3 separate regions of the Mus musculus genome follow, and all the other regions are linked to region 2. Evidence: chromatin contacts called from public HiChIP or PLAC-seq data. All regions are on one chromosome and are shown on one strand. The core of a region is the stretch at or near the end of the contact, and the rest is flanking DNA. Distances in the headings are between cores, read along the strand shown.

Evidence for each region. HiChIP or PLAC-seq counts read pairs in DNA pulled down with a chosen protein or histone mark.
Region 1: an H3K4me3 HiChIP or PLAC-seq map of embryonic limb bud shows a contact between it and region 2, with 4 times the contacts expected there. The contact joins the enhancer-like site here to the promoter of Nufip1 in region 2. A contact is called at or near these places in 18 of 39 promoter capture datasets (the 3T3-L1 cell line, 3T3-L1-derived adipocytes, the C10 cell line and 13 more), 3 of 15 datasets of contacts at CTCF or cohesin (CD8 T cells, the NIH/3T3 cell line and large pre-B cells), 7 of 484 Hi-C or Micro-C datasets (the CH12 cell line, the HPC-7 cell line, bone marrow-derived macrophages and 4 more), 37 of 115 datasets of contacts at active chromatin or transcription factors (the 230-238 cell line, DN3 thymocytes, the HPC-7 cell line and 25 more) and 4 of 9 other capture datasets (adipose tissue, liver, macrophages and 1 more).
Region 3: a contact with region 2 is called in an H3K4me3 HiChIP or PLAC-seq map of embryonic limb bud, with 6 times the contacts expected there. The contact joins the enhancer-like site here to the promoter of Nufip1 in region 2. A contact is called at or near these places in 9 of 39 promoter capture datasets (the 3T3-L1 cell line, the C10 cell line, embryonic stem cells and 4 more), 3 of 15 datasets of contacts at CTCF or cohesin (the NIH/3T3 cell line, embryonic stem cells and pro-B cells), 39 of 484 Hi-C or Micro-C datasets (B cells, the Ba/F3 cell line, the CH12 cell line and 18 more), 46 of 115 datasets of contacts at active chromatin or transcription factors (the 230-238 cell line, the HPC-7 cell line, the NIH/3T3 cell line and 32 more) and 4 of 9 other capture datasets (adipose tissue, liver, macrophages and 1 more).

What each region holds. Positions count from the first base shown.
Region 1 is chr14:75,899,147-75,902,617 of GRCm38.p6, forward strand. All of the region lies in intron 7 of Gtf2f2 (general transcription factor IIF, polypeptide 2), which reads right to left. Among named protein-coding and RNA genes, the nearest start is that of Gm52138, 10 kb to the left of the region's middle. Within about 2 kb of position 1,810, at least 86 of the 459 cell types and tissues checked have an H3K27ac peak or open chromatin away from gene starts, as enhancers often do. A contact at or near this core is called in craniofacial prominence, embryonic brain, embryonic forebrain and 11 more, where this site is marked.
Region 2 is chr14:76,109,016-76,112,225 of GRCm38.p6, forward strand. Nufip1 (nuclear fragile X mental retardation protein interacting protein 1) reads left to right here and starts at 1,876. Exons shown (of 10, transcript NM_013745.5): 1 at 1,876-2,311; 2 at 2,909-2,982. The coding sequence starts at 1,918. Gpalpp1 (GPALPP motifs containing 1) reads right to left here and starts at 1,800. Exons shown (of 8, transcript NM_026177.3): 1 at 1,602-1,800. The coding sequence starts at 1,689.
Region 3 is chr14:75,874,201-75,877,667 of GRCm38.p6, forward strand. No RefSeq gene overlaps it. Among named protein-coding and RNA genes, the nearest start is that of Gm52138, 15 kb to the right of the region's middle. Within about 2 kb of position 2,216, at least 41 of the 459 cell types and tissues checked have an H3K27ac peak or open chromatin away from gene starts, as enhancers often do. A contact at or near this core is called in the CH12 cell line, the HL-1 cell line, the N1E-115 cell line and 3 more, where this site is marked.

The DNA.
Region 1 (3,471 bases), core at 560-3,059, 210 kb before region 2:
CTCCCTGGCTCTGCCTCCAAGTGCCACCAGACCCAAACTGTCCTTGTTTTTTTGAGACATGGTGTCATTAGGCGGTCCAGACTGAGCTCAAATTTGTGTTCTTCCTTTCTCTGTCCAAGTCCCTAGCCAAGATTCTGAAGATCACGCTATCTGCTCCGAGGCTGTTACAGCTCCCACACTCCAGGGATTTTGAGCTCTTGATATCCTTTGTTCTCAGAACCTCAAGGGGCCATGTTACCAAATAGTCAAATCCCTACCTGCTGATCTGAAACAATGGAGCACAATCCATTAACCCACAGATAGGCTGCCATCTAGAAGTTTGTTTCTTTTTGAGACAAGGTCTCACTATGTAACTCTGGCTGTTCTGAAACTCTCTCTGTAGACCAGGCTGGCCTGGAACTGAGAGATCAGCCTGCCTCTGCCTCCACCTCCTGAGTACTGGAATTAAAGGCATGCACCACTACTACCAGGCTTGTCTTTTAGAAATGTAACAGCAGAGACTAGAGCTCGGTGAGGTCACTGGAAAGCTTAGCATCTGTCTATTGGACAGCCTTCCACAAACAGGCCCCAGCAGGTGGCAGCAACGAGCTCAATGAGGCCTGGGTTCCCCAGGCGGTTTGCCTGCCTCCCACACCTTCTATAGTTGGCTTTGCTAAAGGCATGAGTGTGAATGAGTAAGCATTTAGGCTTGGGCAAGCAGGTAATGTGCACGTCTGCCATCTGCTATTTCAAATTACACTTGAAAAATGGGGCACTGTTCATAAACTACTTTCTAATTAAACTGGATTCATAAATGGAAAATGATGGGTTAGGCACAAATGATTTTCAGTTTAGGTGCCAAGAATGACATCTTTGTAAAATTCCAAAGAATGGTTCATTGTGAGGCTGCTAAGATCCTGTTGCACAAACAATCACACAGTTGTGGATGGATAGCAGTGGCCCAAACACAAACAGCAATCACCAGGAGCATTTCAGCAACCCAGAAAAAAGCAGCTCTTCTAACTCCGAGTTCTGTGCTTATCTGTAATCTTAGCCAAGAAAACAGAAAAGCCAGAAGAGGGGTCAACATGACATGGTAAGAAAGTCTTCACTGGGGTGGAGAGAGGGTTCAGTGATGAGAGGCTAAGCTCACAACCAAAAAAGTTTTCATTCTACAAACCAGCCGTTCCCATGCACTCCTCTTTCTCTTGGTAATGTAGCCCACGGACTCACTACAAGGAGGGAATGAGATGACCACATTCTACTCACCTGGTCAAGTAACAAAACAGAATCAGAACCATAGCACCTGACTAGGCCACAACTCTGCAGGGTTGTTTTCAAATTTCCTTAAATTTTAGGAAGTTTTAGGACTAGGTGCAAGCAGCCTGTGATTTAGTTTCTCTGCTGCCAGCCAGCCAGCCAATGCAGTTCTTTTCTTCTCCAGCTCTACCAAACCTAAGAAGCCTGATCTGCATTTTGTCAGATATTTCAGTGATAAGCATTATTTACATAATAATAACTCAACTGAACTTGATTAAGAACAGCTCAGACAGGGAGATTACCACTCCTAAGGCTTTCAGTAAGTTAATCACAAACCCTGCTTGGCATCTAGTTACAAAAACTGGCCCTAAAAGCTTAAAGCAAGTGCCCACTGTGTGCCCAGGTGGTGCAGGGGAATGTGTGTCTTCTGGGGTACCACAAGAGGAAGGGCGTTGTTATAGACAGAATTTTCTGTGCGAGTAAGTTGACTCCTTTCAGAGCAGTGGAGAGAACAAAGGACTTCCTTACTTATGAGGCAGTCAGTGACTGGAGGCACAGGCTTGCTCATTAAGAAATCAAGTACACACAGGAGTCAGCAGCCAGAGAGGGCCAGATGCTCTCAGCCCTCCAGACAGAATAAACTGGGAACAGGAGGGAAGGTGCTGCCCGGCTTCTGTGCAGCAAGGGCCTGCAGCTATCTTCTTTCCTCCTCACTGCTGCCCCACCCCTATCCTGGGTCTTCTCTGGGTTCCACTGCTGTGTTTCTTCCTCTGAAAACTCTAAGCAGCCAACAGATGGGAAGTGAAAATGGTCAAAGGATAAAACCCTGCCTGTCTCTACATTTCATTCAAACCTTGAAAACCCAGATAATTATTGCATTAATATCTGTGTGCTAAAAAAGACTCATCTGTCTGCAGTGGCAAGTGTCTTATCGGTCTGAAGGTTTCAGATAAAGTTCACTTTCTTTTTAATTTTAAAACAATGTCTCCGTGTATAGCCCTGGCTGGTCTCTGCCCCCCAAATGCTGGGATTAGAAGTGGCTCCTTTAACTTTGGTTAAAGGCAGTATTGAAGACAATGTTGGAATAGTTCCTTGTATATGTAACAGGCTGAACTTGGACTCTAATGGTTTAATTTGGGACAAAACAACCCATTACATATACCTGAAATCATTAACCACTGGGAAACAGACAGCCAAGTCTTAATAAAGGAGAACATGTCACTTATTCTGAAAAATAGCTGAATATGAATTCTTATTCAGGATGAGGTGTAGGGCAGAAAGCAGATCTACAGTTGTCTAGGATTTGCGGTGAGTGACTGCTAATGGCAGGAGATTTGGGGTGTATGTGGAGCTGCTCTGAAGCTGATTGTGGTGATGGTTGTGACTTTCAGTACTAAGGTACACTGATCTTACAGTCCACACAGAGTTTATTCTACAAACAAGGCTTTAAATTAGGAAGAATGATTTGAAATAAAACTTCATGCGCTGGCAAATCTTTTAGGAGGCTGAGGCAGGGAAGAAGCCATGTATGAGCCAGGCTAGACTATTCACTGAGTTCAAGGCTGCCTGGACTACACAGTGAAAAAAGGAAGAAAAGTTAATTTTCCAGCCCAGCAGTTTGTGTGGCTCTACATGTTATCAATAATTAAAGTTACGGAGAGTTCCAGTCTAGAAATAAGGCTCTCTGATGCTGCAACAGTCTTGCTCAGGCAGCTGAGGTGAGATTGGGAGACCCCAGATGCAGAGCCCTGGCTGCTTTTTCTCTTTGCTGCTAATGCTTCTTGAACAGAGCCCAACATAAACAAGACTCTCTCATGAAGAAAACTGGTCCCATATGACAGCAAGCCTGAAAACTCACCTCTGCAGCTTGTCTGGGAACTAAAAAGCCAGCAGAGGGCAGCTACTGATCTCACAGTTTTACCTTTACACTTTCAAACTGAGTGGACAGGCGGCTCATTAAGAACACTGGCTGCTCTTTCAGGGGACCCAAGTTCAGTTCCCAGTCCCTACACTAGTAGCTCACAACCATATGAATGTCAGTCAGGTCCAGGGGATCAGACACCTTCTCTCCTGGTCTCTGCAAGAACACGCACAGCACTCTTTACCCTGGTTACCAGTTATAGGGAAATTCCATTCATATTTTGCTCACATTGAGCTTGTGCTCTATTTTCTGCACATCTGACCACCATCAATGACACTACTTAAAAAGCAGAAAGGAACCTCATATTGTGA
Region 2 (3,210 bases), core at 626-3,125:
GGCAGCAGTTAAGAGTGTACACTGCAGAGGCCCCAAGTTCAGATCTCAGCACCCACATCTGGAGGCTCCCAACTGCCTGTAACTCCAGTTTCAAGGGTCCACACAACTCCTGTTCTCTTCAGGTACTTGCATTCACACGCACATACCCACACACAAACACATGAATATAAATAATGGAACCTAATGCTGTGTATGCCAATTTTACAAACTACAGATCAAGAAGACAAAAGAAATTTCAATAAGAAATAAGCAAAAGACTATCAGAGCACAGTGGTAAAAAGATAATAAAAAATTAGAAAAGTGTTCAATTTAATTTCTCACAAGAAAATACAAGTTTAAATTACTACAAAATATGGCTTCAAAACACCAGATTGAAAAGACAGAGGAAAATGATTAGGGAGAACATGGAACAATCAGAACTCCTATACTCACTGAGGGCTTTGGTAAACTGGTAGGATTCTGAAACTGAGGGTGTATAACAGAGGAGATAGATAGACGGACAGACAGATAGATACACATGCACACACATACACAGTGCATAGTGGCACTCTTTGTAAGAGTTAAAAACAAAAACAAAACCAGAATCTACCCAAATGTCTGTTACCTGTACAATAGGTAAAGAAATTGCAGGGGATTTACCAAATTGAATTCACTCATACTTCTTCAACCTAACTGGGTAGAAATTTCCTTCCTAAAACAAAGAATAAAGGGAATTTTTAAAAATAACGGCACTAGAAATAAGATCTGGAAGGAAGAATCTGCCGGAGACATAGTCTCTGGGTAGCCAGAAAAACAAAGTCAGATCAACATTCTGTCAGTTTTGTTCTTTCCCAAGTAGAGTCAGCGCCGGCCTTCAAACTGGAACAAACACTAAAGCCGGAAAAGCATGAAAGAGTGTGCGAGGTATTGATGTGGCATAGATGCATGTTAAGGTTGCAAGACACAGTGAATTGGTGGAGACTGAGATATCCACAAATTAGTTGAACAGAATGTGTTAAATATTAGCGTAACTGGGGAGAGGAAAACCCGGAGGAAGACGTGACAATGCTCGGGAAGGTGACGCTTAAACTGGTATATGAAGGACGTTTTGTCAGGCATTTAAGTACAACCATAGCACCCCCAAAAGTCTATCGTCAAAGCATAAACTCGAACTGTGTGGGCACTGGGCTGCTGTGTAAGATGGAATGATAGAATGAGGTCGGGAAGTCAGGCCGGGGAGGAGAGAGGCACAGGATCTTTGGCAAGAGTCTTGTAAATCTGAAGATATAGAGATACTAGGTTCTAACTTGGGCTTCATCACGGACTAGCTGCGTGTCTTAGGCACCGATTCATCAGCCGCTGTCATCATTTGTAACACATGCACCATCCATCATCTTTTCTTATACAGTTGATGGAAGGGTTAAACAGACGACCGGACGAAGATTGATCAGTTAGCACAGTCCTATTCGTAATAATAGCAAATTGGGACTGTATAGTCATTTTAACGATGATCGGGTCCCAAACACTCAGGCGTTGCCCAGCTTTTCCCCCAGGGCGGACCGCGCCCACTCCACGGTGGTCGCCAGTCCTTCCCGGGAGTGCAGACGCCCGCTGCTGCTTACCCGGGCTCGGGTCCCGTTCCTCGTCCTCAACTGTCGCGTGCTCCTTGAAGCCTGGCGGCAGTGCCGGCCCGATCAGGTCCCTAGCCATTCGCTGCGACGCACAGTCGCTCAAAGCCCAAGCCAACCTGCACACGCAGTTTAGCTAAACCCAGGCTGGACGGTGTAGACCAGGATTTGCTGCAAGGCCCGAAGGTTTTTCCGGCTTTGTCTGATGACGTAAGCCCGCGATGGGCTCATTGGCCAGATTACTGTAACGGAAGTGACGCTTAATGATAGTTCCACAGTTGCACTTTGGGCTCGCTGCTTGCTAGGTGGCATGGCTGAACCGGCACCCGCCGTGTGGCCTTCGGCCCCGGATCTGACTCCCGCGCCCGGGACTCCGAGCGAAGCTGCGCCGCCGCGGGACAACTGGGTGTACTGGGCCATGCTGCCGCCGCCACCACCTCCTCTGTCGTCCCCAGTGGCGGGCTCGGAGCAGAGCCGGAAGGGACAGCCTCACGTGCTGCCCCAGCCTCCCTCCGGAGCGCTTCCACCGTTCGATGCTCAGATTCTTCCCGCGGCGCAGCCTCCTTTCGATGCCCAGGCTCCGCCCGATGCTCAATCTCAGTTCAGCGGCCAGCAGGCCTGGAATTTGCAAGCCTCCACGCCTTGGTACTGGGGATTGTCTCCTAATGGTTTTTCCACGTACCACACGTCTTACCAATCTCCGGGTAAGCTGCAGTTCCTAGTGGCCCTACTTTACTTTCTCTTTCTTTCCTCTCCCAGCTTTCTCTTTTTATCTCTCAGCTTTGCGCTGTAGTTTTGGAGGCTGGTAATGAGTATTCAAAATGTGTCTCACTAGGTTTCCTGCCACCTGCTCATCCAAAATTTTATTAATTTAACCCAACTATAAAACTGGGGACTACTTGCATAGCAGTAAACAAAACATACAAAAATCCATACCTTTTGAGAGCTTCCTATCCCCTCAGTGTAGGAAGACGCGATACAGGAGATAAAACTAGGTATTAGGAAGTAATGATTGTATGTATGCATTAGAAAAGGATTGATTGGGGGGGAGGTGGAGAAATGGGTTGGCGATGAGACTCTATTGCTCTTGCAGAGGACCAAAGCTCGGTTCTCAACATCCACACTGGGCTCTCAACTGCCTGTAACTCCAGCCTCAGAGGAGCCGATAGCTTTCTTCTGGCCTCCAAGAGTACCTGCACTCCATGCTACCTACACAGTTTTTGTTTTTAATCTAAGAAAAAAATGATCAATAAACAATTGTACCTTTGCAATCTTAAATGAAACCCTCTTTTCTTTTTTAGTTACACATTCTTATTTTCCACGATCACATGATGCAAAATTCAATTTGCCTCAAAACAGAAAACAGAAAACGAAGGTAATTCCAAGATGATAAATGTGGCCTTTTGAACTTGAATGTTACTGCTCTATATATTAAGTTGTAACTGTCAGTGTTTCACATCTGTGGTGGACATGGAGAGCTTTACTTGGGTAGTATGTTTAAGGAACTTAATTATAAGTAAAATGTTGAAACAAAATAGTATTGAAAAATAAATGATGAAATTATAGGAAAAGAAAGAACATTAAAACCGTCTTGGTGCCAGGC
Region 3 (3,467 bases), core at 966-3,465, 230 kb before region 2:
GTGGCCTGGCAGCAAAGGGAGGAAGAGGTGGAGTTAGGCTACCTTCAAGGCCACCCACTCAGGACTTAACTCTCCAATTAAACCAGCCCTCCCCCCCCCCAAAAAAAAAAGGTTCACCACTGATCTCCTGTGCTGGTTAGCCATTTGTCATTGTGACACAAACTAGAGTCATCTAGGAAGAGGGAACCTTCATTGAGAAAAAGCCTCCCTTGGATTGGCCTGTAGGCAAGTCTGTAGGGGCATCTTCTTGATTAATGGTTGATGTGGGAGGGTCGTCCCACTGGTCCTGAGTCCTGAGCAAGCCAGAAAGTAGCACGCCTCCACGATATCTGCATCAGTGCCTGCTCTACGTTCCTTCAGTGATGGCGCCATCCAAGGGCTGTAAGATGACATACCCCACCCCCCACCCCCAACACACAAGATGCTTTCTTTTGTTTACGGTGTTCATCACAGCAACTTGTTAATTGGAATGGACCAGGCTAGGGCAATTCTAAGGACGTCTCCAGTCTGCCTTTTGGGGTCCTGTGTCACAGCTGCTGGGAAACATGCTGAACACCCATGGGCTAGGAAGTGACTTGTGGCATGGTCACTCTAGAGAAAGCTCAGATCACTATTGAGCTCAGGCCCAGAGGGCTAGTAGGGAAAAGAGGTTATTGTGTGGGGGCCCGGTTCCCTGCCCCCGCCCCCCGGCTTTAAGTCTCTGGTCTTTAGAAATTCTGCCAGGCTGTGGAGAGTGGAGGGGCAGGTCCGCAGCCAGGTGCCCCCGGTGCCCTCCCTGGTCCTGGAGACTGAGCTACATTTCAAAAACCCAAACTCAAAAAGAACGCTGTCAGACCCGGGAGCCTCCTCCATCCTTCTAGCTTTCCCCATGAGCCTGGGTGGGTGGGGAGGCAACTCATCGGCTTGACATTATCCATCTCCTCCTCCTCTACTAGCGTTTTTCCGGGGACGGCAAGAAGCGGTACTGCCTGATGACAGAGAGTGGGCCACTGCGGTGGCAGCTATTTCATAAACAAGCTGGCTTTGGCCTGGAGGAGAGAGAAATGGATCCTAAAAGACTATTTGTGGTTCGCAGCACTCAGGGCTTAAAGGCCGCCTTCTGGCCTCTCTCGAGTTGAGTGATGGAGAGTTGCTTGGAAGAGGGCGCCTGCTGAGCCAAGTGGTTCTGAGATGGATGAAAATGTCAGCGTGTCCACATTGGGAGGGGCTGGGGGAAAGAAGGAAAGAGGCCAAGGGAAATCGAAAGAGCCTCTTCTTGGTACAGTGAAGTTCCTTTGTGAATCGGGAGCCCGACCCACTGTGGCTGGGGGAGCCCAGGCCTGGCCCATTGCTTAGCAATGGAACTCAATGCTGTTACTCGATGTTGCTAAAAGCCATCCAGGTGAAAACTTACAATCGAAGGCAGGTGGTAGGAGGCAAATGGCTTCGGCTGCATCTCATCGCTGAAATGCGTGGTGGCTAAGTGGAGGGGAAGGCTGTCTCGCTTCTATAAGCAGAAAGATACCAAACATTCCCCTGGGAAGGAAAGTGGATCTGTTGGGACCTTTATGTTTGGTCTAAGTCTGTTGCTAATTTATTTATATAGGTATTCAAAATAGTCAAAGTGGTTAGTATGGGTTTCTCTTGAATTTATTCTTTGTAGAGACTTAAGAACTCAGCGCCCTAACCATATAGGCGCCACCCAGAACTCTTTGTCTAAAACCCCTTGTACACACATCTGCTATTACCCCATAGTGCCTCCTGTGGCTGTCTCACTGCTGCTCTTTCTTTCCCCAAAGGAAGGAGGAAGGCAGCCACGATACAATTGTGGGGGGTTCTAGACGAGAGGGTGAACAAATTGAGACTTACTACCTGAAACCACGTCCCAGGGGTTCTGACAAGAACAAACATAGAAAAGTAAGAGATGAGTCAACTCTGGTATTCCAGCTCTCACGCAAAATCTAACAAACTTCACAATCCCTTCTCCGAGGCTTTCTAGGAGAATTAAACTGGGCAATAAGGCAGCTTATTAAAATCAGAACAACTAATAATAACCGGTGGTTTGCACTCTATCTGTATCTAGATAAACGTGGCAAGGAATGACAAAATGTCTGTAACTGAGCAAAACAGTACAGTAAGTGGCTGTTTTTCCCTTTTTGGATACCATACTTCTAGCTGCTGCATGTACTCTGTGTGTAAGAAAAAACATTTCGCCGGGCGTGGTGGCGCACGCCTTTAATCCCAGCACTCAACTCTGTATGAGCATCCTCTGTTTCAAAGGGCGGGCCCTGTCAGTTTGGATGATGTGTTTCATTAGACGGCCAGCAGAGGGAGCTCGCTTGCTACCTGAAGAATCCAAGGTAAATTGAAGCACAAAGAGGCTTGGACGGGAAGATTTCAGGGCTGGAGGCTGAAAAGGACCCTGAGACAGGGGAAGGGGAGCAGGGCGGGGCGGGGCGGAGAAGCTGAGGCTCGCTGGAACTGGACGATGGAGAGGCGCTCATGGTTGGATTTCAAATTCTTGACTTTGTTTTTAGGTCTAGTTTGCTGTTGCTTAGTGGATAACTAAGTGCTCAGCCCACCCTCTCAATTTGTCCTGCTCCTGGGGTCCTTAAGCAACGACCAGCTACAAACCATGCAACCATGAATGACGCGAGCAACCCCGAGTGTGGGGGTGTGTATCCACAGAGGAGAGCAGTGAGCGAAATATACCCCAAGTAAGCATGTGTTGCAAAGAAAAAAAAAAAAAAATCTGACTAGAGGCAGAGAAGGGGCCAGTGGATAGAGGCCGGCCCAGAGAACTGACTGCCTGAGTTCCATCCCTGGTGACAGGAGGTGACAGGAGAGAAGTAGTGACTCCAGAGGGCTGTCTTCTGACCTCCACACCTATGCCATGTCACATGGGCCTGTGCACACAAGAAAGGAAGAGAGAGGGAGAGAGAGAGAGAGAAAGAGAGAGAGAGAGAGAGAGGCAAAGGTACTTGCCACCAAGCTTTACAACTTAGTTCATCCTGAACTCACAGAGAGAAAACTGATTCTGAAAGTTATAAATTGTCTGACCTACATACATATACCATGGTACCTGCATCCCCAGTGAACACACTACACACACACACACACCACACACACACACACCACACACACACACACACACACACACACACACACACCCCATGTGAGTAAGAAAGTAAAAAGAATTCAAAGTAGGTAGCTTTTATTTTGAAATATATGCTAATTGCTTGCCTCTCGTCTAGCATGACTCACTGTATTAATTATATATTACTGTTACAAAATAACCCTCAACGGTAGTCTAGGAAACAACAAACACCATCTGTGAGTTTTGTAGGTCAGGACCTAGGGTGGTGTCAGCTTGGATCTCCCTTTTAGCTTTCAGTGAGGTATCATCTGTAATCATGTTACTGACTGGGCTAGCACAGCCACTTCTGGGATAGCTCCAGCAATTCCCCAAGCGGAAGCAGGATTGCTGA